Regions from separate parts of the Mus musculus genome. Here regions 2, 3, 4, 5, 6 and 7 are each linked to region 1. Evidence: chromatin contacts called from public HiChIP or PLAC-seq and promoter capture Hi-C data. All regions are on one chromosome and are shown on one strand. The core of a region is the stretch at or near the end of the contact, and the rest is flanking DNA. Distances in the headings are between cores, read along the strand shown.

The links. Promoter capture Hi-C pulls out the DNA fragments that hold promoters and counts their contacts. HiChIP or PLAC-seq counts read pairs in DNA pulled down with a chosen protein or histone mark. Capture Hi-C pulls out chosen DNA fragments and counts their contacts.
Region 2: an H3K4me3 HiChIP or PLAC-seq map of embryonic limb bud shows a contact between it and region 1, with 2.9 times the contacts expected there. The contact joins the promoter of Stt3a here to the promoter of Slc37a2 in region 1. A contact is called at or near these places in 5 of 39 promoter capture datasets (the 3T3-L1 cell line, cranial neural crest, frontonasal cranial neural crest and 2 more), 3 of 115 datasets of contacts at active chromatin or transcription factors (embryonic limb bud, fibro-adipogenic progenitors and stem cell-derived neural progenitor cells) and 3 of 9 other capture datasets (adipose tissue, liver and macrophages).
Region 3: a promoter capture Hi-C map of adipose tissue shows a contact between it and region 1. The contact joins the promoter of Fez1 here to the promoter of Slc37a2 in region 1. A contact is called at or near these places in 5 of 39 promoter capture datasets (cranial neural crest, frontonasal cranial neural crest, hippocampal neurons and 2 more), 1 of 484 Hi-C or Micro-C datasets (LSK cells), 7 of 115 datasets of contacts at active chromatin or transcription factors (craniofacial prominence, embryonic basal ganglia, embryonic forebrain and 4 more) and 3 of 9 other capture datasets (adipose tissue, embryonic stem cells and pancreatic islet).
Region 4: a contact with region 1 is called in a promoter capture Hi-C map of embryonic stem cells, with 6 read pairs. The contact joins the promoter of Tbrg1 here to the promoter of Slc37a2 in region 1. A contact is called at or near these places in 5 of 39 promoter capture datasets (the C10 cell line, cranial neural crest, embryonic stem cells and 2 more), 2 of 484 Hi-C or Micro-C datasets (both in CD4 T cells), 3 of 115 datasets of contacts at active chromatin or transcription factors (bone marrow-derived macrophages, embryonic stem cells and memory CD8 T cells) and 2 of 9 other capture datasets (adipose tissue and liver).
Region 5: a promoter capture Hi-C map of embryonic stem cells shows a contact between it and region 1, with 2.2 times the contacts expected there. The contact joins the enhancer-like site here to the promoter of Slc37a2 in region 1. A contact is called at or near these places in 7 of 39 promoter capture datasets (cranial neural crest, embryonic stem cells, frontonasal cranial neural crest and 3 more), 3 of 115 datasets of contacts at active chromatin or transcription factors (craniofacial prominence, embryonic stem cells and neural tube) and 1 of 9 other capture datasets (embryonic stem cells).
Region 6: a contact with region 1 is called in a promoter capture Hi-C map of cranial neural crest. The contact joins the enhancer-like site here to the promoter of Slc37a2 in region 1. A contact is called at or near these places in 16 of 39 promoter capture datasets (the 3T3-L1 cell line, 3T3-L1-derived adipocytes, the C10 cell line and 9 more), 8 of 115 datasets of contacts at active chromatin or transcription factors (craniofacial prominence, embryonic basal ganglia, embryonic midbrain and 2 more) and 2 of 9 other capture datasets (adipose tissue and pancreatic islet).
Region 7: an H3K4me3 HiChIP or PLAC-seq map of craniofacial prominence shows a contact between it and region 1, with 3 times the contacts expected there. The contact joins the enhancer-like site here to the promoter of Slc37a2 in region 1. A contact is called at or near these places in 15 of 39 promoter capture datasets (the 3T3-L1 cell line, 3T3-L1-derived adipocytes, the C10 cell line and 10 more), 6 of 115 datasets of contacts at active chromatin or transcription factors (craniofacial prominence, embryonic basal ganglia, embryonic stem cells and 2 more) and 2 of 9 other capture datasets (adipose tissue and pancreatic islet).

The regions. Positions count from the first base shown.
Region 1 is chr9:37,253,752-37,257,476 of GRCm38.p6, forward strand. It overlaps Slc37a2 (solute carrier family 37 (glycerol-3-phosphate transporter), member 2), which reads right to left and starts at 1,987. Exons shown (of 19, transcript NM_001145960.1): 1 at 1,548-1,987. The coding sequence starts at 1,606.
Region 2 is chr9:36,765,898-36,769,622 of GRCm38.p6, forward strand. Stt3a (STT3, subunit of the oligosaccharyltransferase complex, homolog A (S. cerevisiae)) reads right to left here and starts at 1,725. Exons shown (of 18, transcript NM_008408.5): 1 at 1,653-1,725. It overlaps Gm26787 (predicted gene, 26787), which reads left to right and starts at 1,990. Exons shown (of 4, transcript NR_166654.1): 1 at 1,990-2,143.
Region 3 is chr9:36,831,119-36,834,843 of GRCm38.p6, forward strand. Fez1 (fasciculation and elongation protein zeta 1 (zygin I)) reads left to right here and starts at 1,622. Exons shown (of 10, transcript NM_183171.5): 1 at 1,622-1,793. It also overlaps the pseudogene Gm27219.
Region 4 is chr9:37,655,421-37,659,145 of GRCm38.p6, forward strand. Tbrg1 (transforming growth factor beta regulated gene 1) reads right to left here and starts at 1,892. Exons shown (of 9, transcript NM_025289.3): 1 at 1,578-1,892. The coding sequence starts at 1,724.
Region 5 is chr9:36,856,003-36,859,727 of GRCm38.p6, forward strand. The region is part of intron 3 of Fez1 (fasciculation and elongation protein zeta 1 (zygin I)); the gene reads left to right. Among named protein-coding and RNA genes, the nearest start is that of Fez1, 25 kb to the left of the region's middle. Within about 2 kb of position 1,644, at least 35 of the 459 cell types and tissues checked have an H3K27ac peak or open chromatin away from gene starts, as enhancers often do. A contact at or near this core is called in embryonic stem cells, where this site is marked.
Region 6 is chr9:36,893,403-36,897,127 of GRCm38.p6, forward strand. Pknox2 (Pbx/knotted 1 homeobox 2) reads right to left here. Exons shown (of 13, transcript NM_001029838.2): 11 at 1,909-1,985; 12 at 918-1,096. Among named protein-coding and RNA genes, the nearest start is that of Fez1, 63 kb to the left of the region's middle. Within about 2 kb of position 1,744, at least 36 of the 459 cell types and tissues checked have an H3K27ac peak or open chromatin away from gene starts, as enhancers often do. A contact at or near this core is called in neural stem cells, where this site is marked.
Region 7 is chr9:36,914,393-36,918,117 of GRCm38.p6, forward strand. The region is part of intron 7 of Pknox2 (Pbx/knotted 1 homeobox 2); the gene reads right to left. Among named protein-coding and RNA genes, the nearest start is that of Gm34652, 58 kb to the right of the region's middle. Within about 2 kb of position 2,164, at least 70 of the 459 cell types and tissues checked have an H3K27ac peak or open chromatin away from gene starts, as enhancers often do. A contact at or near this core is called in craniofacial prominence and neural stem cells, where this site is marked.

The DNA of each region.
Region 1 (3,725 bases), core at 737-3,236:
CTGTACATAAGTAAACCATGAGATTAGATCTAAGGAGACCCACTTTATTGTGTGATCAAAATTTTTTCTTAGAGATTAAAAAAAAACAAACCTGAAATGGAGTCTACAAAGAAAAGGATGTTTTACAGAGAGAAAACTTTCCAGATTATCTGACTCTAGTCTGTCATTTATCCTGATTTTAGTTTTTCTTGACATTGAGCAATTTTAGTCTCTGAAGTTGCAGCTAATTGATAAGTCATATAAAATATGTCCACTAGTGAGACAGCTTCAAGAGTCTTAATGTATAAATGAGCTTATTTATATTATGCTTTTTAAAATTGTGGTAAAATATACATAGCACAAAACCTTATCATCTCAACCACCTTTAAATGTAAAGTCAGGGCAGCTAAAGTCAGGGACAGCAAGTGTACTGTGCGCCCATCGCTACCATCCACATCCACCTTACGGCAACTCTCCCCTCCCCTTGAATTCTCTTTCTACCCAATTATGACATCTTCTAGCTCCTTCATTATGAGGGCAGTACACGCTCTCACTCTCGTGTTCATCTCCTTTTGAGAGACATTTTCTCTCTTTCTGAAAACATAAAACTGTTTAATAGTTCCAAATGTAGAAAGGACCACATAAACCATCTAAAGAATGTTTTAGATGATTATTAGCCTGAGAGACCTTGAAACAAAATGACTTATTTTAAAACCAGGCCAAATTGATGACTAAGTATCTGCCCAATCTGACCCTTAGTTTAGTTTGAGAATTTAGATTTGAGATTGCTGTGTCATCTGTTTTGTTTTTGTTTTGTTTTTTTTAGAAGCCAGCAACTGGCTATTTTGTTAAGTTTTATAGTTTATAAATGACGGTAACTAACAAAATGTTTTAACACTCTTCCTTCCCCACCTCTTGCAGACCAAGTACACTGCTCCAAAAGCTCAATGGAGATTGGCTAAAACCTCTTCTCCCAGCACAAGGGTGACCTTGTGGTCCTGGGAGCAGCTGCTGTCAATGCCAGCTCATGCTTTTAAGGGTGACCACCCAGTGTTGGAGCAGCTGCAGCTCTGATCCCAGAGATCTTGCCCTAGCTAGGTATCCCTGAGACTGGAAGGGTCAGACAGGCTTAATAGAACCAGTGATTTCTGGCTTGTTAACTAATCTAATCAATAGGGGCCTTAAGCTCTCTGGCTCCATTTATATTCTACCAGTTCTTGGCCTGGGTTCCTCAAAGGCAAATCCGGATCCTCCAAATACACAGATAAGACTTGGAGGCACTCCACAGGTACCCGCTTGTGCGCTTGTGTTTGCAGATACGGGGTGGCAAACCAAAAAGGATGAAGACTCCTAGGCACCCTGTTTGTTCTTCACCGGGGTTAGACAGAAGTCTGGGCTAATGTGGAATTAATAGTTCTGTGTTACTAAACTTCCACGCCTGCGCCACCGAAGGAGCCCTGCCAGATAGAACTAGAACCCCATCCCCCACTCCAGGGACAAGCAGAAACATCCGCCGCCCGAGCAAGTCTCTGCGCGTCTTGGCAGCCTCCCTCCCCAGCCCTGCTCACCAGCTGTCCCTAGAGAAGGCGCGAAGGAACCAGACACCAGGAGCCAGGGAGGACCGCATCTTGAGGCGCCGGCACTCGAAGCTGAGACTATGGAGGGTGCAGAGCCGGCGCGCGTCCCGGCCAGCGGCGGCAGCGATTTAAATGCCCCGCCGACTGGCCCGCCCCAGGCAGGCCCATGGCCAGAGCCTCCGCCCCTTGAACATGACCGGCCTGCCCTCTAGGTCGCGCCGAGTGCAAGTCCTAGCTATCCCTCTGTGCTCACTAGCCACTGTTTTCTATGTACTGCCATCTGTTTTCTCGAACTTTCTCTCCTAGTCAGAAACCAGCAGTCTTGAGTTTCCTGGGGCTCCTCTTTCTTGTCTGGGCTTTTCCATTTCACTACCCACGAGGGGATGGGGAACTGAAAACAGCAGTCCTACAAGTCATCAACTCTGTGTGACGTTGGGTTTCCTGCAGTGCTACCTGTCTTGAGCAGTTCTGTGCCCTGACACAAAGCAAATCCGGTGCTCTGTGTAAGTGAACGCAGTGGGACCACCGCGCTGACTCATGATCTGCGGGCTCTCTTTGGGAGCCCTGGAAGTGTCTCAGGGAGGAAAATGATCCCCAAACCCACCTCTCAGGTTCTGGTTCTGCTTGCTCAGACGAATCTGAGTTCACTGAGTCTGCTGGAGCTTTCCTAAAGCTCCACTAGCCAGTAACTAACTATGTTGCCAATACTCCAATCTCCACTTTCCAGGCACGCAGCCAGGTGGCAGTGAAGAGCTACAAGGGTCTTCCGTGCTCATAAAAATGACTGCCTCTAGCTTAAAGATTCAGAGTAAATTTCCACCTATAAAAAGAAGCTGCGACGAGATTCTTGTGTACGAAACCAAGGGCAAAATACTGAGGGTGGAAAGGGAAAGTATTCGCCTCAAAAGTAAACTTTTTAATAGTACATAAAATAGGAATGGGTTTAGCCCTTACCCCACCCACTCCTAACTCTTAGGAGTGTCCAGTATTCAGAGCAAGGTCAAGGAGGTGCAGTAACAACTCCACCAAACAGTGGACTCAGGATAATGGGCTTGGCTTGTCAGCCCTGGTATCAAGCAGAAAAAGGGTAAGCAGAGTTATAAAACCCTTGGATAATACCAGCAGTTGGGAGTATGGGTCTAGTGCCAGAAATAAAGGCAACAAGTCAAGGGCAGGGGTAAAGGATTAGAGGAAGGAGAAGGCAATAGGCAGGAGGCACAAATGCCATGTCGTGTAAAATGCTGGAAACCAAGAGTATCATGTAGTACAATTCAGTGAAATCCCTAAGTACAGGGTCTAGGGAGATGGCTCAGTAAGAGCACTTCCTGTGCAAGCATGAGAACCGGAGTTTGAATCTCCAGCATGCACATAAAAAAGCAGGCATGGCTGCCCAGGCCACTGACCTCAGCACTAGGAGAGGAAGACAAGTAGAGCTTGAAAGCCTCACTGGCCAGCCAGCCAGCCCCCCAAACCGAGTGTCTGTTATTCAGTAAGAAACCCTGTTGTAAGACAATAATGGAGAATGACAGAAGACACTCAGGGTCCTATTCTGGCCATCATATGTGCATACACAGGCAAATGTACCAAATAAAATAGACATACATACACACACTAAATAAATAAACTCCACATCCCTTTTTTACCATTTAGTGAAGTGGGGCATACATGGGTATCAAAATAGGTAACATGACTTTAAGCTCTCATCTGCCCTGGGCACTTCAAACCCAGGTGGCAAACACTCCTGATTAAACAGAAGACACACAGAGTGAGCTGGCATCCTCAGAATGGCAGCTACTGATTTCTAGAGGACTAAGAGAAGGATCTGGTTGCCATACAAATGAACCAAGGAAGCTGCAGCCATGCGAGGTTATTCAGTAAGTAGACATCAGTGGAAGAATGGAGAGACTATTGCCAGCGCTTCTGTGGTGCTAGCTAGACTTCAGCAGTGGAAGACAGCTGTCTCTCCACTTGAAAGATAGTCACACTGTTTGTTTCACATGCTTTTCTAGAGGTGTGCTGGTATCTTCCATAGTTGCATCTGCTGAGTGCTGGAACTGTACGGTGCTCATAAGCTCTTACTCTAAGTGCTCTGAGGCTGTAAGAGTATGTATGCCCCATTATGTGCCAACAAGTACTAAGGAGCAGAGCTCAAACAGTCTTTGCTGCCTA
Region 2 (3,725 bases), core at 475-2,974, 490 kb before region 1:
AAAGGGAAAAAGAAAATAATCACGGAAACATAAGTGGGCATGAGAGGAGAGCGTACAAGCCAGGTACACTAGCCCATGTCTAGATTCCCAACACTTGGTGATACTGAGGAAGAGGATCACTGTACTGTTGAGTTCAGCATGGACCCAGTTAAGTTCTGAGTCAGTTTGGGTTAATGTGAGACCCTGCCACAGAGAAAGTTAAGTGGGGCTGAAGGTGGGGAAAGAGGGGGAGGTAATTTGGGCAGGAAGGTAAGTGGGAAGGGAGGGAAAGTGGAAATGAACATTACTTACTGAAGTGAAAGGAGAAATCTAGAAATCATGACTGACTAGACATAATTTCCAGCTATAAATCTAAGCCTCAATTGATTGGCTACAAGCTTTTTTCTGTTCCAAATCCCAGTGTGCATGCTCTCTGGCCAACTAAAGAGCAGGTGGTCACTAATGCAAGTTCAATCCATGCACTCAAGAGAGAAATATACTCAGGCCACCCACTACATATTCATTTTCAAAGTTCAAACTGTAACTACTGCTCAGGTCTATTTCCCTGTAACTCATTTCATGACCCAGAGAGAACTTGGAGCACCAGATGAAAATCTAGAGCAAAATTACAATAATAATAATAATAATTTTGTTTCTTCTAGACCAGAATAAATTTTGGAATGGTGGTAAGGGAAGCAATCTGCAGACAGTTCAGAATGGTGATCAATTATAGACAATTGGTATGTTAAGGACTAAGAAACAAAGAGTGTGGCAACTGAGAAAACGTAGCACTGTTCAAAACTATGCTGGGAAAGGGGAAACTGCATTATCTTGTTCCCTTCTTTCCAGGGACCAGGGGGTTGCAAAAGGAAAACACTGGACAAAATGGAAAACACGAAGACTCACACTGCGAAGTCTAACATCTTTCCTTTAATTAACTATACCAAAAGAGCAGTTTGGGCTGGTGTGATTAATTATAATTCCAAAGGGAAGGCTTATCACGCACTAATTCTGGGAAGTGAACAACTCAGTCCCATCTCTTGGGTTTGTAGTTGTTCTCAGGAGATAAGTGACATGGAAACTAAACACCACTGAGCTAATATGATCCACACACCTGAAGAGTAAGCAAAGGCAGCGAGAGTGCTAAAACCTGGACTTTAAAGCTAAACACTGCGAGTTTTCATACCGTTCTTGGCAATCTCCACACACCGATAGGGTACAGAAAGGGAAAGGACGCTTTTCTTATCTGCTCATCATCTCTCTGCTTCTCAGCTGTGTCTGCAAGCCTTGACCCACCCGAGCTCTAAATTCTAGGGCTGCAGCCTCGGTGGTTTTCCCACATACGTTTCCACGTCATCTTGTGCACCCTCACTGACTTCGAACCCACTATCTCAGCACACTCCGCGTGGCCCTTCCAAGCTAGTCCCAGGATCCTGTGCCCCACGCCCTCATGGCCAGAGTGCATTGCTCTGCCAAGACCCTTCCTCAGATCGTCTGGTGCCCCAATGCCTGGACGTCCCCATCTCACACTCCACGCCCCCTCCTCCGCCCAGGCCGCAGGCAGGCTCTGCTCCCCACCTCTACAGGCTTGTGTCCAGCACCTCGTTCGGGCCGGCCAACAGCCCGCGCGGCACCTGCCGCTAATCCTCTAGCGCTACCCCAGAGTTTCTCACCTCACGGATGCTCCTCAGGAACCCACTCTGCTCCCCCTGCCATCCGTTCAGCGGCGCACTCAACCCTGACAGCAGCCAAGGCCCGCCTCCCTGCCCGCTCCGCATTGGCTAGCCTCCGTCGATGTATATTTCAGGGGACCGACAGGATAACGGTTCTGTCTGTCATTTCGAGGGCGTGGATCGAGTCTGGATTCCTCCTTTTGAATGGACAATGTGACTGTCATTCACCCTGTTGAGAGGCGTGACTATGAAGTCCCACCGAACTGTGATAGGCCGGCGCGGGAAAGCGAAACGCGCGGAAAGAGCGTGCTCTGAACAGTTTGGTTGAGAGCCGAGCAGTGACGTGTCGGTCTGCGGACCAGGAAGGAGCGGCGATAGGAAGGAGTGGACGCTGTACCCTGGTCACATGAGCAGAAGCGGAAATACGTAAAGAAAGCGGCAGTCGTACCACGTCCGGAAAAGTTGGGCTGCAGATCCGTTTGTTTTTTAAGGTAGAAATGGCCCGTTACCTATTAAACGGTTAAAGGAGAGAAGATATGTTGTGAAAACTCTCAGCCTCCATGGTTCACACGAACCCACCTTGTGTAAGATGTGTCAACTAATAAGCCCAAGAATTGTTTCTGTGTTTGCAGTAACCTCGATAAAGGGACCTTTGACAAATTTCACCGAAACGTTTCACTCAGGTCTGACTTTATGGAAGGGCCCGGGAGGCCTTTTTAGGGTGTCACCGCCCGAGTCGGGCTGAGCCGGCAATAGCCTGCAGAAATTATCTCAAGGCTCGGAGCGGCTAGCCCTGGGCAATCAGGAGCAGCTTAGCATCGCCGGGCCCCTGCGAGGGTGACCTTTCCTCCCGGGCCCTCCGAGGATGGTACTGAGAACGGGCACAGGAAGGGGTTTCAGCTGCCAAACTCCAGTCTTTTCCGATATATACATATAAACAGATGTACTAATTCGAACACTTCCATGCCTTACAAGCCTCAAACCAAAGGCTACGGTAAGATTAGACCATCCAGATACCATTCATATTTGGTGCCAGTGACGCTGGCTTCTCTTTTCCTCTCCCATGAAGGGAAGCACCAACTATTGAAATCAGTACTTATTACAATAATGCATTTCCTCAAAATGCTCATGACCAGTTTTTACACCAGGACCTAACTCAATACCTCTTCTCTTTTGTTTTTATAGTAAATGTTCCATGTAGTTTTATTTTAGCAAGAATAACGGCAAAGCACACACTTGTGATGCCAGTGCTCCCAGAGTCTGAGGCAGGAGGAGCTAATTCCAGGCATCTTAATCTGAAGGAGATAAGCATGAGGACTTTACATACATTCAAACTCCTGTGGCTTCAAAACCTAGCTTAATTTCTTACATAGATAAATTATTTCTCACAGTTCTAGAGTCTGGGAAACAAAAGATTACAGTGCCCGAAACTGACGAAGACTTTTACCACGGCATTATATGGTGGGAGGTCACCTCAGACGTTTTATTTTAAAAAAAAAAAAAAAAATGCTAAGGTCAGGACTAGGGACAATGCTAGGGCTTGGTGGGTAAAGACAGTTGCCCCCTTACAATCTACAATCTTGCATTTGATTACCCAGGATCCACCTAAAGGTTGTAGAAGAGAACTGACCCCACAAAGTTGTCCACACCTCCACTGTGGCATGTATGTGCACACTTGTACACATACACACAGTAATAATAAAAGTTTTAAGGGGGCTGGTGAGATGGCTCAGAAGTTAAGAGTACCGTCTGCTCTTCCAAAGGTCCTGAGTTCAGATCCCAGCAACCACATGGTGGCTCACAACCATCTGTAACAAAAATCTGATGCCCTCTTCTGGAGTGTCTGAAGACAGCTACAGTGTACACACATATAATAAATAAATAAATAAATCCTAAAAGAAATTTTTAAAAAAAGTTTTAAGGGATGCTAGCCTAATAAATAAATAAATAAATAAATAAATCCTAAAAGAAATTAAAAAAAAGTTTTAAGGGATGCTAGCCTAGGCCTGGTGGAGGGCTTTCGTGTAGCTAGTTCAAGGACATCCTGGGTGTTTAATGAGACCCTATCTCAAA
Region 3 (3,725 bases), core at 372-2,871, 420 kb before region 1:
AGGGACACTTGGAAGCTAGAAGCAGGTGTTGAATCTCCTGGAATGGAATTTTGGCTTCTCAGCAGTTAGTGCTCTTCATTGCTGAACCATCTTTCTAGATCTAAGAAATAATTTCTAGGAGTTGAGAAGCATGCACAATAATTCCCAGCAGCACATAAAAACAAAACAAAACAAAAACAAAAAACAAAAAACAAGCCGTGGGTATGAAAGTACACATCTGTAGTCTCAGCACTCGGGAGGTGAAGGTGGAAATATCAGACGTTCAAGATCAACCCTTGACTACATGGTTTGAGCCCCCACCCCAACCTCCACTACACCTCGTACCACCATCACCAATCAAAACCAGCATAGAAAAGTGCATTAAAGCTTCTGCTAAGGAAGTAGCCAAGGGTCATAGCTCCTCCTCTCCTTCCTAGAAGTGCATTGCATGAGTTCACTCCCTTAATCTAACAACAGGCCTCGGAAGTGGGAGGTATAACCCTCATTATGTTGATGAAAACGTGAGCCGCAGCAAGGATAACTTTCCCAAGGTCACAAAACCACATGACGCCAGAAAAATAGGGTTTAGCATCTATTTCTTGTTTTGCGTGTGTGTGTATATAGGTGCAGTTGCCATAGTGCTCTTGTGGAGGTTGCAGGACAATGTTGTGGACTCAGTTCTCTTCTAGCACATTCATGGGAGTCCCCAGAGTCGGGTTCAGGTTTAGACAATGAGCACCTTTCACCTGCTGAGCTCTCATGACCACTTTTTTTTCTAACAAGAAAAACACCCTCATGTTTCTAATTACCAGGAGGGCAGAATGGCTAATACTTTTTCTAATTTCATCAGAGATGATGTCCCCCTGCCTTCCCTGCCCCTCATGATTGAACTGTTGTGATAAGAGTGCATAAATCAACATAGGGAAGACCCCCTTCACCTCCCGGCTGTCATTCTTGGTTTGGCCTAAAATCAGACAAAATTAGGAGGTGTCACCAGGCAGACATGCCTCTCTTGTGCTGTCTTTTCTCTTTTCTTTCTTTTTCTTTTCTTTTTTTTAAAACTACATTATTAGATTTTATATGAATAGCATCTCTAAGCACAGATTTACATACAGCACATCAACGTGTGAGGTGTAAAGTCTGAAGTCTTTCTATTCCTGGATCCCCCTCACTCAAATTTCTCACTTGCATTCCACAGTTTTGGATGACAAAATTATTCCCACCATCCAGCCCCCTCACCTTGGAGCTATGAACGACTTTGGAGTAAGGCGCACCTCTTGGCTTGTCCACTACAACCCCTAATAGAATAGGAAGGGCAGTCCAAAAAGTGCCAGAGGCTCTTTGAGTGTGTCTGTCAGTATCTGCCTGCCCATCTACTCCATTTGCCTGCATTTTTATACAAAACCTAGTGTTGGGCCATCTGAAGAATCCATATTGGTAGCGATTGCACGCCCCCATCTCGGAGCTTCTGAATATTCATGTGGGAAGCAGAAGGGCCAGTATCAAAGAAGGGAGGAACGGCAATTCATAAATATTAATAAAGGTAGGTCCACGTGCTCTAAGGAAGCTATGAGTGTTCACGACAGGATGACGTTCAGGCCCTGGGCGCGCCCGTTAGGCGGGTTCCCGAGTGCGGGCGCGCCTCCGGGAGCCCGGGCACGAGCGCGGGGACCAGGCGCAGCCGGAGCAGCGGGGGAGCGCTCGCTGGCTGGCTTGCCCGCTGACGTTGTGCTGCACCGGGCCACCTCTAGTCGGTGGTTGGGGATGTCTGGCTGAGCCCTGGGATCCGATTCCTTCCTCCAGGACCCGCTCAGGTGCGGTGGTGGGAAAGGCGATCTTAGTCTGGACTAGCCCCAGTCCTGGGGGCGGGTGTGTGTGTGTGTGGGGGGGGGGGGGGTCGAATTCGGGTGGTGAAGAAGACCAGAGGATTGGAGATTCTCTCATAGGATTCCTCGGGTATGCGCTACTCTCATCTCCTCTGGGTCTTTTCCTCAGAAGTAAAAAGAAGGGTTCGTGGGCCGTCGTCCTGGTCTTTCCCAGTCTTGCGGGAGCTCAAGCTCAAGGGCCCCGGAGTGGGTACTGGTAGCATCATCTCAGAGCATCGTGTGTGTGTGTGTGTGTGTGTGTGTGTGTGTGTGTGTGTGTGTGTGTGTGTGTTCATGTGCAACACAGTGCCGGGAAACCCTATCTGATGGTGCTGGAGCAATGTGGACTCCATATGTCATTCCAGGACCGTTATGTGTTCCGCTTATCTTAGGCGTCTCAAAATCATCTTTGTCCCTACGAATCTGATCCTGCAATCTACTTGTGCCCCTCCGCGGCGTGTGGAGCCTTCCTCAGACGGGGCATTCTCGCAGTGTCAGACCCTCTGGCTGCAGTCCTCTGGGAGCGATTGTTTTACTACACAGAGCAGGTTGGAGAAAGGACGAGTGTGACGAAAAGGAGTGTGCAGAGCCCGCCCTCATCCTTGGGGCCCAGGGTGCTGCAGAGCGGAGGTTCAGCTGAAGGGGTGTTATACAATCCGTTCTTCTTGCCCTCTTGTCTTTCCCTTTGCATCTTGTCTCCAAGTACGACTCACCCATCCCGGTGACCAGGTCTTATTTGGCAAAGGGAAGACAGTGGAGTATGAGCAGGGGCTGCGTGGGATGAGCCGTGCATCCTCAGAGTGCCAGCCATTGTGCTGCCTAGAAGAGCCTTTCTTTACTCCGACAGAAGAGGGAGAGGAGGTCTGAAATGGAGGTGAATGGAACAGAAGGGGGGGGGAGGGTACCGAGTCCGGTGAAGGGGTTGCTGAGCCATGTGCAAATGAGTATTTATTCTTTCTGGCAAAATGGACAGCTTATACTAGCCAGGTTTTGCAGAAGAGCAGTGGGAGTCTGGAAGTGGATAACAGAGGGCATTTTAAGGATCTATATGGGAATGGGAGGGGAAGCACAGAGTCAACTGGTCTACAGAACAAGTGATGGAAAGACCAGGGAGATGGGATGGCATGTGTGGAGGTGCAAAGAGGCCCAGCAGGGGAGGCACGATGAAATCTCCCTCTCATCCACCATGCATTCAGCTCAGTGAAGCAGACTGGGGACTTGTACTGCAGACCCAAGCTGCAGCTTCTGTACTGTTAGGCTGCAGGGAGAGGCTTTTTCCCATGTTTCCTTCCGAGTGTCTGTTGAGGACTGTGCGTTCCTCTTCTAAATTACACCACATATTTGGAGTCCTAATAAGTGGAATAGATTGTATGGAACACTTACACTATAGTCCTGGATTGTGTTCAATAATAAAAAGACGAGTTTCCCATGATCCCTCTCTGCCATTTTCACATATTTATTTATTTTGGAATCACAAAGAAGATGGCTATTCCTTTTATTAACATTAACTTGTGTGTGTGTGTGTGTGGCAGGAGGGTGGGAGGTGTGAAGACAGAACCCTAGATGTCACATATGCGCGGCAAACGCTCTGTGGCTTAGTTGCTCCTGTAGCCTTAACGTTAGCTTTTAAGGGAGGAGGACTTGGAGAGAAGCTAAGGCTGAGGAGCCAGCAAACTTGCCAGGATGGAAGGATGCAGGGTTACTTCAGACGTTTCAGATGAGAAGTGAAAGCAGTCTACCTAGAGGAATAGAAAAGAAGATGGACTAGAGAAAGAAGGTAGGGGGGCCAAATGAATGGGATATGCCAGCACTCCAAGCCTGGGAACCCCTTCTTGAGGTTTGACTCTCATTTACTCTGCCACAGCCCCAGATACAAATGCT
Region 4 (3,725 bases), core at 642-3,141, 400 kb after region 1:
AAATCTGCAGGGCCAAGTGTTTGGGTTCTATTACAGGGAGGGTAATTGCATGGACACCTTTGGATGAAGAGGGACATTCTTAATGCTCATGCCAGAACAAGATGGTACACCAGGGCTTGCACTCTTTGGGCAAATCAATGGGTGTGGCCACTCCAATTAGTGTGGCCTTTGGCAGAGAAAGGATATAGGACTTGGACTTAATTTAGACCCCCTACAAAATTCTTTTTTGTTCTCCACTACAGAATTCTAAAGACTCTCTATGCTTACAGCTTTGACCTTGCAAAGACAATCTGACCCACTGTATCTTACAGAACAATTACAGGGAGAGAGAGAGAGAGAGAGAGAGAGAGAGAGAGAGAGAGAGAGAGAGAGGGAGGGAGGGAGGGAGGGGGAGGGGAGGGGAGGGGAGGAGGGGAGGGGAGAGAAGAGAAAAGGATGAAAAGTTTTGCATGTAAAATTCTTAATTAATCATCTATTTGCATATACCCAAGTACCATCATTCTTTACTGATGGCTCAGTCTGTCTTGAAACCAGTTTTGAAGGAAATGCCTATTTGGGTGTTTCACAGGTGGAGCCTCAAATTGGTGTTCAAGGCATCAGTTGGTTTAAGTACACGGAGACCCTTTGGTTTCATAAGATCTTTGTATACTTAACGAAACCAACACTATCTTTAAATGTCGACTTGTAAGCATTAGGCAGGCTCTGACATCATGTGACAAGAGAGAACAGTGAGTATAAGGTGTTGACTTCCTGATTTACTCATATTTCCCTCGACACATATACAAGCGTTAAATGTTTTAGCAACAACAAATTGAAAGTCAAAACTTTTCCCGATACGTCTACAAAGACCTTGTAGAAAGAAGTGTTAAACTGCAGGTTCAGATGTGAGGGTATATGGACCGTATACCTATTACCAAGCAAGCACTGAGGTGACTGGCTAAGCTAGAATAGTCTATTTATTAGACTGTTATCAGATTTATTAGACCCTAATACTTCTTGGCTGGTAAAGAAGTTTACTCATCAAATCCTAAATCCCTACAATTAAAGCAGGAAGTGTCTATACACCTCAGCAGGAGGAGGTAGCCTGTTTCCTGATGTTGAGTTCCACTTTCAGTTTCGGATGGAGGGAAGGCAGAAACACCTAGAAGCCTCGTCAAAGGGAGCTACAACCAGGACAATTTTGAAAGATTTAGGTGCCTGTTTACGAAAGCGGCAGCCATGGCGTTAGGGTTGGGTGTACTTAGGAAACAGGCTGTGTAGAGTAAATAATAAACTGGAATCAGGGTATCCAAGTTGGAGTTAGGGCACGTCATCCCTCTGGGCTTCATTTCAGTGTGCTCGCCTTAAAAGACACTCCTTAGGCTCGAAACGAAAAGTAGCAAGAAGGTAATGACTAAAGTTTGCTGGCGGAGCACTCTTCAGTCCTCATTTATAGAGGAGTTGACAGGACTAGAGGAATAACTTATGCAAGGATATGGAACTAATATTCCCAAGCGAGGCAACTAACACTGGACGGATATTCTTTCTCTGAGAGAGTTGAGGTGGGGAAGACAGTCCCCACCCAAACCCAGACTCACAAACACCGTGGCCTTAGCTGCTCTGCGCAGCCGCAGGTACTTCAGCCGGTACTTCTCGTTCTGGCTCTTCCTCGGGAGCCTTTTCATCCTGGCCTTGCTGGACAGCGGGGTGCGCGGCTCGGAGGCCAGGCCGCTCAACACGCTCATGATCAGACCGGGTTCTGGAGCTCCGGGGCGCGGAGGGGATGGAGCGCAGGCAGAAACAGATGGCGATCCTCGGCACTTCCCAGTCGATTTCCCAAGGAAGACCCGCCGGAAGTTGCGCAAAAGCACCGCCACGTGTAACTTCCGGGTTTGGAAGTTGCGGTGGTTCGGACCTAGCGGTGGGCTGGGAGGACGGGTGTGGCTCAGGGTTGCAAGGAGCTGGAGCTGGAAAGAACCGGTCCTACCCGGCTGATAGCCAGCGAAGTAGGGAAGAGTTTAAAGTCCTGATGCAGACGCTCAGGCAGGTGCCCTCAGGGAATGCACGTCCACATCTGCTTTCCCAGGTTGCTCTGAGCAGCAGGCCTTCCTGGGGTTTTAGCAGACTTAAATACTAATGCGGGGAACTCAGTTTCCCATATGTGCTGATCGCACAAGTGTTTCTTAGGCTGTGAACTTCGGGGATAGTAAAACAAGACCTTGATTGCCCCAAAGCTTGGTATCTAGTTAGCAAACTGTTTTAATAAAATGTTAAGTAGCACAAGGTCGGCTTTCAGTGGTTTTAAAATGAAACCAGGAGCGTTTCAAGTACACATACTTCCTATCGTTTTTTTCTTTCAGTAGTGTCAAACCAATTGACTGAGCCTCTTTTTCACATTTTGTTTTTGTTGTTTGTTTTCTCCCTCTCAAAGTAAGAAATGAGATGGGGTGGATTTCCAAACTAGTGTACTCATATAAAAGATAATTATTGTTAAATTCTCCAAATCTAGACGTTTACGGTTGTACATGGAAGCCAAGAAGTATGTTACATAATTAACGCGCTCACTGAATTACTAGAGAAAAACCTAATACTGATAAAGACAACTTAGAATTCAGTAAGTGATCCAAGTATTTAATCTCTGAAAACTGTAAAAACCATTGCAGTTTTGACAAACTGCAACCCAAGAGAAAAAGCGTGTAGATACTCTTCTATGACTGCCCATGTAACAAGCTGCTTTTTTTGAACTTGGTTGGGTCTTAATAATGCAACTCCAGGGTACCATTTGCCTTCACAAATACCTAAGGTGCTCCTGTGGATTTAGTTGGTTTTAAAAGCCATCAGAATTGTGACAACTTATAAAATACACTGCTTTGAAAATATATACTGGAATTCTAGCTTGGAATCTGAAAGCACTCATAGTAATCGAAATTGACTTTATTCTTAATAAAGCGTTAGTTTTAACTGCCTGATTTGCTGTTTAGCTGCATTTTGTTCTCATAGACTTTGACATCTATCTGACTTTTTGTATTATTCATCTTCTTCGTGTGTTGTGTCTATGAGGAGGAAAGTCCCAGCCTCTGCTTTAGTTGAAAGCTCTTTTGGCCAGTAGACTTCAGTGGAATAGTCCCAAACATGTTTATTATTATTTTTTTTTTTCACTTGAGACTTTTTCTTTTACAATTAAGGCAATTTTCTTGCAAATTTGACAAAAAAGAAGGTATTGTTTATTTGTTGGCTTTGATAGACTGGGTTCTTAACAGTGCCAAACTCTCTGTGTAGGGAAAGATGACCCTGAACTCCTGACCCTCCTGTTTCTATCTCCCAAATTCTGGGACTATAGCCATAGACAACCATGTCCAGCTTGGGGAATTTTTTTTAAAATCCATGGGCTGTGATCTAACTCAGTGGCAAAGCACTTATATTATAGGTGAAGAGCTCTGGGTTTGATTTCTAGCATTCCAAAATGAGTGGTGGATGAATGGATGGATGGATGAATGAATGAATGAATGAGTAACAGAGGCCCCAAGTTCAGTTTCAAGAAACCACATCCTGTAGCGCACAGCTATTTGTAATTCCAGCTTTAGGGGATCTGACATGGGCACTTGCACTCACATGTGTACACACCTGTCATCCATGTAGACACATAACAAAGGTTTGAAAAAAATAACAACAACAACAACAACAACAACACAATAATAACTCCCCCTATCCCAAACCACCAAGACACCCATAATACTGCCTCTTTG
Region 5 (3,725 bases), core at 394-2,893, 400 kb before region 1:
TTTATAGAGCATTTCCCCCAGAGATCACATTGTACATTTTCAGTTATCATAGTCTACTTAGAAGAAATATTTTGCCTCTTCAGATAAAATCTGAAACTTGAAAGTTTATCTATTCCCTCCATTCATGTGCTATTATCATGCATTTTATTTTGATTTATATTTTATATTCCACAATACAAAATGATTTTTCTGAAAGAAGAAAAACAGATCATTTAAATTTATTCTCAGGGTGATCATTGTAGCACTGCAAAGCCAACAGTCAGGAGGTGAAGGCAAGAGGAAACTATGAGTTCAAAGCCAGTTTGGCTAGCATTTCAAGTTCGAGGATATATAGACATTGTCTCAGAATAGCAACAAAAGCAACCATTTAAATAAAACTCAAAAATCAAACAAATACAATTCTTGATATTTGACCACTTCTGGTATTCTTATACTTTTCAGTAGATCTGGTTTTTCCTCATTTCTTTCCAGTCCAAAGCCTTACACTGCCTGTATCCAGTGCCTGGAAACAATTGCCTCATAGATTCTGTCCAGATGTGTCCTTGCTGTGGCAGGAGGGCAGGATCCAACGCAGCTTGCTCCAAAAGCCTTGACGAGGCCTGATCTGTTGTTTTTCAGATGCATGTATAGTGTTTGTTTATTTAAAGAAAGAGGGGAAAATGTTTGGTCCAGGTTCTTGGCACCCAGGCTAGTTTTGAACTCCCAATCTGCCTGGCTCCAATCCCAAAGTATTGAATTAGAAACAAGGACTCAACAATCTCTGAAGCCTTTCATAGACTGTTGCACAAGGCTGAAGCATTACAGGCTCAGCATTCCTTTCTAGCTTCATTTTATTTGTTTGTTTGTTTGTTTGGTTGGTTGGTTGGTTGGTTGGTTGGTTGGTTTTTTTTTCGAGACAGGGTTTCTCTGTGTAGCCCTGACTGTCCTGGAACTCACTTTGTAGACCAGGCTGGCCTCCAACTCAGAAATCTGCCTGCCTCTGCCTCCCAAGAGCTGGGGTTAAAAGCGTGCACCACCACTGCCTGACACTTTCTAGCTTTATATTGCTTGGTGTCAGTCCTGATGCACACCTTTTCCTCAAAGCAAGAGGAAGAAAAGCTGCTATGGTCAGTTCCCACTCTGGGTCCATGTCTTCTTATCTCTAGGAAGAAGACCCTTGGGTAGATAGGGGGTCTTTGGGGGTGTTTGTTTGTTTGTTTGTTTGTTGTTTTATAAGAACCTCATTCACTTTGACAGCATGGAAATAAATGTCAGGTTTAGCCCACAAAGACACAAACACCAAGTATCGAGCTTGTGTATCTTTTTGAGCAGGTACCTTTGTCATCGCCACACAAGTAGCCTAGGAAGTGACTTTGATGTCTGTGTCACAGAATAGAAATGAGTGTCCAGATGCTGTTGTTTTTCAAATTCCCTCTCTCTTGTTCAATTAAGCTTTTTTGCTCAAAATTCTACCTTGGTTTGAGAGGGGGAAGTCTGGAGTCTGAAGGGTTTGTTCAGAAGTGACAGAAGCTGTCAGGGAAAGCAGACTCTGGAGGACTGAGAAAACAAAACAGGCTTGATGGATCCAGATCAGGGTGAAGCAGGACAAAGAGAGCAAAAGTCAAAGAAGAGGAAGGCCCGACAGTCTGGGTGGATGTGGTGAAAGCTGAGAGATTGAGCAGAGATAGCAGCTACACAAGGGCGGAACCGGGACTCTCCTGGGGTGCATTGTGTGTGCTGAGCCCTTTGTTTTGTTTTTTCCGTGGTGGATTTCTGAGAGCCAAGGAAATGCATGCTTATAGTACCCGCAACAGTGCTTTCATAATCCCGTAATTTCCGATCCCTTTACTTTATTCTAACAATTTAGGCCCAGACCCTTAAGCTTTGTGCCTGAGAGAGGCACACACTAGGCCTCAGTTGGGGTCCATTAACTGTTGAATAACCACTAGGAGCCTCCCTTCCCTACAAGCCCCACCCCCATGTGGGAGAAACTTGCAGAGGGAGATGATCTGGGTCAAAGGTGCAATGCTAAATTAGTGAAGCAAGTGCACTTGAAGTGAATTCAGAAAATGTAAGCAGTCACATTTCATGTGTTTGGTTTTGGTCTCCCGTGGCTCAGGCCCTGAACTCCCTGTGTAGTGAGAAATGGTCTTTGAATCTGGAATGACTTTGCACTCCTGATCTTTTGCAGCCCTTGTGCAGGCAGGCACCACCACACTTGGCCTTTTGCTGTTGCTTTTCAGCGTTGAGGGTCAATTTGCACTTACTAGACAAATTGTTCAACTGAACTATATAACTATATATATTGGAATATATATATGTATATATATATATATGTGTGTATATATATATATATATATATATATATGTGTGTGTGTATATATATATATATATATATATATATATATATATGTATATATGAACATATAGTTCCACTGAACTATAGTCCTAGGTCACCTTTTTATAGCTGGGGATGGGTCCAGGGCTTTATCACTGAGCTATATCCATAATCCATTATTTGTTTATTTGTTTTTATTTTTGAGAGAGGCTCTCACTGTGTAGCTCAGGCTAGTCCCCCTTAGCCTCTTGAGTATTGTAATTATAAGTAAATACCACATACCTAGCTACCTGGTGCATTTTCAGAGCCTTCATTTCAACCTGTCATATCTGAATTTGAATTACAGGCAAACATTGTTGTCAGGGGCTTATAAAAGTAATTCCAACAGAAAAGAAAAGCCTCCATTTCTCAATAAGAGCCACCCTTCTACCCCAGGACTGCCTGACCCTTGGGAAGTTCTGCCTTGTGACTGCAGCTGTGAACAAAGTGTGGCCCTAGGAGTTTTGTTCTGCCTGGTGGGGGAGCTGTGGAAACAAGCAGCTACCACAGGTGGCAGATTGGCAGAGATACAAGCATATGGATTCCGTCGCAGAAATAGATGCTGCCATCTGCCAGCCAGCTCCTCTGGTGGTCCCCTCACCGCCCTGCCATGCCCTTTCTCCAGGTTGAGAACAGATGGCGTTCAAGATACACTTGCTGCTGCTTCAATGCTGCTGCTTCTTCTTCCTCTTCCTCTTCCTCTTCCTCTTCCTCTCCTTCTCCTCCTCTTCCCCTTCCTCCTCCTCCTCCTCTCCTTCTTCCTCTCCTCCTCCTCCTCCTCATTATTATTATTATTATTATTATTATTATTATTACAATGTTCTGGTTTTAGGCAGAGATAGGAGAGGATAAGCATGGTTAGGCGGTACCAGCCAAAAGATGTTTTGAGGCCACATTACAGGATATCTGGAATCTCAACCAAGTGTCTCCTGTTAGAATAGGAAGAAATGTGCTTGGGAGGAGGGGAGCAGGGGACAGATCAACCAGCATGTGAGCTCTTAGAGACCAAGAAAAAGCGGATTGTGTATGGGAGGTGGTTCTCTGGAGGAGTTCCCTGGATGCCTCTTGCCAACCCCTATGTGGTTTTCAATTGGATTTCTGGAAGGAACTTTTTAAGTGATTAGGTGATTGAACATGTTCAGGATGTAAACATAAACTCCCGACCATTAACAATTCGCAACATGGCCAGAAAAGCCAGAATTGTTACAAATATCTTGCTGGATTTAGATGTCTTCTGGAGTTTTAATGGTTGTGAACTTCTAGACTCTTGTTTAGGATTACAGAATGTAGGGGCACAGGACAAATGAGTCAAACAGAGTTCCCCTTCAATGCTTTTCTTGGGCTTTAGTTTGTCCTCTTTTTTTCTTTC
Region 6 (3,725 bases), core at 494-2,993, 360 kb before region 1:
AACTGAGTCTTGTCTTCATCTTCATCTTCTGCTAAGTCTTGGGTTCCAGATACTGTGTCACCACTGCTAGCACTGGGATTTTCTGCAGACTTGTCCAGCACCACCTCTATTTATTCCTAATCTACCTCAACAGATGGCAACACGTCACAGAGGAACCTGTGTACAGCCATAGGCATGCAGATATGCATGTGCACGGGTGTCTCCACCCTAGTGCCCACACAGCGATCTTCAGGGGCCAACCTCAGAAATGTCTCGCTGATTAAATTATCCATTGTTTACCATGAAACCAGCACGTTGGAGAGCAAGTATGGAGGGTGTGATAGAGAATCTGGAAGAACAAAGCTTCCCTTGGCCTCTGTTCACAAGCCAGCTGCCTGCCTTGGTATTTATAGATGGCCTTGCCCTTGGAGAGCTAAGTAGATAGTGTCTGTGCTCAGAAACTTGGGAGTATGAGGAGCAAGGAGAAAAGGGCTCTTGCTGAGCAACCACTGACTCCAAGGACCACCCTCTCCCATTCCATTGTGAGCTTGCTTTAAGTTTGTTAAAACTTACATGAGAGATGAGCGTTGTGGCTCATACTTGGAAACCTAGCACTAAGAGAGCAGAAGCATAAGGATCAGAATACAAGAATAGCCTTGGCCATATGAGGCCAGACCACATGAGATCCTGCCTCAAACAAAACAAATCACAGATAATAGCAATAACAAAAACAAACCAAAAATGTGCACAGAACATCCCTTCTTAGTAAGCTCTCTCTCTCTAAAAACAAAACAGAACAAAACACAACAAAACAACCTGGTACAAGCACTGTGGAAAGTAATGACAGGACCCTGGGGAAGGAGACATTCACCCTTGAATCTTTGCTTTTCGGGAGCCCCACCAACCCCAACCGAGGGCATCCTTAGGCCTGGTCTTACCATCAGGGTTCGTCCCTGGGGTGCCACCCTGCTGTTGCAGAACCCCAGCAGCAATGGAATTGGGCCAGAATCTTTGGGTGGGCCGGTGCTGAGACTTGATTTTCTTGGCTTTGGGAGCAGGATCTGGGTTGCTGGCATCAAGCATGGGCTGCAGGATGCGCCTCCTGGCATTGATGAACCTGCCCAGGGGTGATGGGGAAGACCTGGTTAGACACCATCTGGGCCGCATGGATAGTGTTGGGGTGAGCAAATGTGACATTTAAGCTGCTCCCCGCAAATGTCTGTAGGCAGGGGTACTAGTCTACAGGTAAGAAATCCTATGCCCGAGGAGTTTGTGAATTACCCAAGGTTTGGTGATCAAAGACTCTGGGAAGAATGCATGAGGAGCTGTCAGAAATCCTTACTCAAGATCCACCAGAACTGAACAGAGAAGGGAAGGGCTGTGGACACAGTCACCAACTTTTGGACTTATAACAGGGGCCTAGCTTTAGGGTCTAGTACCTTCCGTCCATCCTGACCAGAAGCAGACAAGGACACCCTACATCCCTGCCAGTTCAGGAAGGCATCTCTCCCTCCTCATTCCTAGCTTACTTTGTAAAATGTTTTGGTTTCAGCATACATGGAGTTGGGTAGACCAGATAACCACTGCTGGATTGGATGTGCCTTTGGTATCTGATGTAAGACCCTCTGGTCTGTCTCTGCTAGGCTGGTGAACCCAGATTCTCTAGCAGTGGTATTGTTTTGTTTTGTTTTTCCCCCTAAACTCATTAGGTTTCCATGGATGTACTTGACCCAATTTCCCAGCAGAGGGTGCTGTGAAGCTGCAGTTGAAGGCCAGGCCAGGCTGACTCCAGCTCCTTGTATCTGGCCTGGCAGTGGAGCTGAGGCTGAGGCAGGTCTGGGCACTCTCTCTCCTCTCCCTGCTCAGAGTTCCCTAGCCAAGCATGTGCTCCTGGATCTGAGAGCCTGTGGGCAGGTGATGCCAACTCACCAGTTGTTTACTTGCAGAAGGGTGAGGTTTGTCTGCGCGGCAATCTGCCTCTTCTCATCTTCAGTGGGATAGGGGTGCTGAAAGGAGAGAATGGCTAATGAGGAATTGTGGGCATATGGAGGCTAGATTGTCCTGGTGTTCATACCCAGCACATGGACACAGCTCAGGAATGGGGAGCCGGAACCGGAAAAGGGCAATGTTTGCTCTTGAGGACAATGCATCTGGAGTGTACACAAGAAGCTCCCACGTGCCTTCGACTCCCCCAGCACAGTGCCACACAATGGGGACCAGGGCGGTTTTTACAGTCAGTTCAGTATTGATCGCAAGGCACTTTCCCCTGACTCTCACTTGATTCCCCAGAAAGGCAGGCATTCTCAGAGCTAGGATCAACAATGGTCTTGAAAGCCCCCAAAAGGCAGTACATGGGGAAGGGGCATGAATTAATACAATCTAAATTACTTGTTATTTATATCTACTATGTATCCAGATTTTTCCTAAGAATTTGGAGAGACCAGATATATACAGTGGTACACTACTGCCATAGGACCTTTTAATCCTTTGCAACGCTTCCATACATTTAACTTCATTTAATCAAACATATTAACATTGTGAGGTGGGCCAGGCAGTAGTGACACACACTTTTAACTCCAGCACTGGTCTATAGAGTGAGTTATAGGACAGTCACTCAGATGGTCCTACCACCTCGGTTCTTCAGACTATGGCTCTGCGTTCCCTTGCGGAGGGCTGAGTGGTACAGATATCTCCTACGGTCTTGCATACTCTGGTCTGGCCTTGATTACACATTTATTCCCTCTCTTGAACCGCACTTCATGAGGACACAGTGCACATTTAAGAATGTGTCTGCACCATCTTTACACATAAATGACCACTGATAGAGGAAAACAAAGGCAAAATTGGAGATGCTGAAGTTTCGGCGCTGAGCACCGTAGAAATGTATGGAAAGGGAATATGAAGTGGCCAGAGCCACAGGAAGATGGCTGAACTGAGTGACATTAAAGAAAGGAAAAGTCTGATTGGGTGTGGTGGCTCATGCTTATAATCACAACACTTCAGAGGTGAAAGCAGAGTGATCAGCCTGGCCTACAAGAGACTCTCAAAACAATATCCTCCCCCCGCCCCACCACAAAAAAAAAAAATCACAAAAATAAAACAAACAAAAAACCTACCTGGAATCAGAAACAAAAGAAAGGGAGAACCTAAGGAGGAGGGTCTGGAGGCCACTGAGTGTGGAGCCAGACAACACTGAGTTAATGTAATTCTGGGGCTTTCTGAGGCTCTGGCACAAGTGCCTCACAGGCAGTAGGCATTGGGAGAGTCTAAAGAGACTATGGATTAATCCTAGAAACAGAGAAGGAGACCTGGAGGTCTTGGGCATAGAGCGCCAAGCCATCCAGCATTCTCAGACCAGGATCTTTCTTTCTGCTCCTGTTGCTAGTAGACAAGAAATGCTTGGACTCTTTAAAGTCCCAGAGATTGGGGCTCCCAAACTAGCTCTATTGTGAGACCTCAGGCATGGCATTTAACAAGACGTTATTAAGTTATGTGATGATTAAATACTTGCAAAGAGTTTGTACGGTGAGGATGGGGTGACTTGGGCAAGATGTTTAAAGCTCACAGAGGGAGCAGTTGGAGTATTGCAGCCTTTGAAGTGCTGGCGTTAGCAGTGACAAAGGAAAGCAGCCTCTTCAGCTGGCCTCCATGTCCCTTGACTAAAGCAATCAGGATCATGTGTTGTTTTAATTCACACCTCTGACCCTGACCACCACACCAGGGCATCTGATGCTGTGATTCATGCA
Region 7 (3,725 bases), core at 914-3,413, 340 kb before region 1:
ATATTTTTATAAAGATTTATTTTATTTTGAATTATGTGTGGATGTGCATGTCTACGTGCCATTACATGCACGTGGCAATGCAGGTGCTCTCAGAATCCAAAAGAGGCCATGGGCTCCCCTGGAGCTGGAGTCACAGGCAGTTGTGAGCCACTGCATGTGGGTGCTGGGGACAGAACTCAGGTTCTCTGCAAGAGCAGCACATGCTCCTAACCACTGAGCAACCTCTACAACCCACACAGGGTCACGGAATCAAACCCTCAGCTATTTGTAAATTTCAAAGCTTTCTCTAGCTAGCCTCCAGCATCAGACAGATCTGAAGATTACCAATTTACCATATACATGAATATCGGAGGGTGCTAATTAGCCACTTGATTTCATGTTAATTTCACCATCACCTTCCAGGGTCAACAAGAGAGAGAGAGTGTCACATTTTCCTCGAAAGGATTGAAGTCCCTTTCAGGACTTCCCTGACTTAAACAGCTATAGGTCTCCTGGTCTTGTGTGTATGATAGAGGCTAACAGAGAGAGGAAAGGAACTTTGGATTTAGATCCACTGGCCCTGCTACAAACACACTGCCTGGCACTGTTTGGTGTCTAATGATTTATTTCCTACTTCATATGGCTGTAGTCACTTGAGTGGCAGAGCAAGGGTTATATCTGTCCTCAAAGCCCTAGAGCCCTAGTGTTTTTTTATTCAGCAGTAGGAGAAGTTGAGTCAAGGCTACACAGGACAGCACAGACCTCGTCATATGCTTCCTTTGGTATTCTCTGGTGCACCCCTGGAACTTGGTACCAAGCCTCAGAAATCTAAGTATAGCCCCCGTCTCAGAAGAGGGCAAAGACCCCACCTTGCTGTGATGTCAGGTTGCATATTAGTCTGTAGCTCTGTGGAACGGTGGCGACAGGGCAGCTCTGACTCTCTAGGGACAGTCTTCGTCATTTTTTTTTTTTTTTTTTTTTTTGAAGAAGCCACTGTGGCAGCAGCGAAAGCCCTGGGGAAGAATCTATTGGCTAAATACATGGTATTGTTGTCTTCTCAACAGCTTCCTGGAGGCTTATCTGACTCCAGACCCAGGCGGCTGCTGTGTACACTCACAGAGGGACACCCACAGGGAGCGGAGAAGCACAGTGGTTGCAGTGTAAGTGACACTTCCAGCATCCAGTCTCGCATCCCTCTCGAGCTGTCTAGGCACCAGGCACCAAAAGCAGCTGAAGCTGAGCTCAGTCCAAGAACTCTGCTGTCTCTCTGGAGAGCCACAAGAAACCTGGCCTCCACAGGTGGTATGACCCCCCCCCACACACACACCAGTTTATTTGAGGTGGACAGGCAATGAGTCCCTCAGAAGAGGCTGAGCAGAGGGAGAAGCAACTTTACAAAAGCAAGGAACATGTGCCCCCAGAGTGCCACCTGCAACACCCTCACCCCTGCCCTCATCTTATGCACATCAATCAACGGTCATCAGTTTTACTTCAACTCTCATTTCTGGAACAAAAAGGAAGACTTCTTCAGAGAAAGGGATTTACTAAGAAACAAGAGGGGCTCTGGGATGGATCTTGGGAGTGTGTTTGTGGGATAATGGGGCACACAAAAACTGGCTGTGACCACAAGATTGGATCTGTGCTCTGACATCAGCTGGAAGAGTTGTCCGTCTCCTAAGACTTCTGTCTTTACTCTTAATAGGGAAAGGGCCTGAGATGCTCAGGAAGTTATTTTTCACCTAAAGAAGAAATTTCTGGGAAGCACACACACACGATCTCACATACAAATACTCACACACATTCACACACATGCACATATGCACACATACATGCATGCTCACACCCACACACATTTATGCACATATGCATGCATGCACACACACAAACACACACACACACACACAATGGGGTAAAAACCTAAAGCATGACAAAAATAAATGATGGAAACATTCCTCTTGAATGTATTTTGAGATGTTTGGAATTTTTATCTTACTAGGTTGTCCCTGAAACAGGGAGATAAACTGGATGACCTTGCAAAATCCCTTGCATTTTAGGATTAAGAAAAAAACAAAACAAAACAAAAAACCGATGGTCTCTAGGATTCCAGTGAAAGGATTAAGGAACAGGATCCAGATACAGGGCCCAGCCATCTGCTATCCTTGCCCTGGCCACTAGGGGTCTCTGCGGATCCATAGCCTCAGACCAGCTCACCAACCCCTCCCAGATGGCTACCACCAAGACTAACTTGCCTGGTCCGAGGGGAGGGTGGGACGTATTTCAGTGTCCCACTTCCACTGGAAGCTTGTCCCATCTTTCTAGGCATGGACGCGGACAGTCCTCTTGACTCTTCCTTATTTCCTATCACCTTTTACAGGGCACACAGAAAGGTTCTCTCTTGTGCAGATGTCTGTTGCCTTAGCTTGGGAATAGGTTTGTGAGGGAAAGAAGGCTGACTCTTCCTTTGACACTGTGCCTAGCACATTTTGGAGTGCGTGCTAGATGCTTCATAGATCTGTGGTCTAACTGGGCTGTACGCGCGTCTAGGTGGTTGAGGAGGTTGCCTCTGTCCCCAGACAGCCTTTCTGGCAGAGTCCCTCTGTTCTATCACAGCCAGAGTCCTGCCTTAGACCAAGAAGAGCTAGGCTTGCAAAAGCAAGGAAGCCAAGCACATATAAACAAACCATCTAATCCTGTCCTGTTCCACCCCAGCTGGGGGCTTTGGCCTCAAGGGAAAGGCACTCCAGGCCTGTGGAGACAAGCAGCAGCTGCTGCTCTTAAGGAACACTCCTTCCCGGAAGGAGCGGGAGCTCTCAGGTTTCACCCACCGGGCAGGAACTACACACTATGAAGCCCAACAGAAGTCACAGCTCTACTGCTATGGCGCAATGGGGTAGCACAAATCCACTTCTTGCCTCCTTGGTCTGGGGTGCTGCTTTCCCGTCTAAGTGGTAATACTCCTGAGGTGGACCACCTTCCTTTGTCCCCACCCGATCTGAAAAGTCACAGGTCACGTCCTCAAGATGATCAAGCATGGGGCAGAAGTCCTAAGGCCTTGGCAAGAGTGACTGCAGTATACCGCCTTCCACCTCCCTGATAACTTTGGAAAAGCAAAGCTTGCTGCATGTCAGGGAGAAGTCTACCCCTCTGAGGGAGAGATGGGCCGTCAGTGACTTCCATAGACTGCTGGGGAGTCCCAGAGCTAAGAGCTGGCTCCTTTACAGGCTGCTAAGCCCAGTACATTAGGATGTCCTACTTACTTCCCCATCTTCCAATCAGTTACCAAATCCAAACTCATGCTCCACAGTAACTGCTATGTCCCCTCAAGTCTCTGCATCCCTGGATTGCAGTCATCCCATGCCTAACCTGGGACCAGGAACCTTGCTCTCCTCTCTATCTGTAACAGGATGCCACTATGTTAGAAGAACACAGGCTCTATAATAACCATATACACATTCACTACTTAGTGTATGGTGTCGGGCCTGTCTCTTTTCTTATATCCTTTTCTCTTTCCTTGGGTGTCATAAGGAAATATAATGTCCATCTGAAGTCTTGTGAGGGATAAATTAAAATTTTACACATAAATACTTAGTGCACGCTATTTTTGTGATACGGGGAGCTCAGTCAATGCTGCGGGAGCTCCTTTCTCACCAGTTCATGTTGTAGCCATAAAAGCTCAATTAATTTGTCCTGCAATGTGTCTCCAGCACTGACCCTATTGTATATATCCCTATTTACTCTTTAAAATA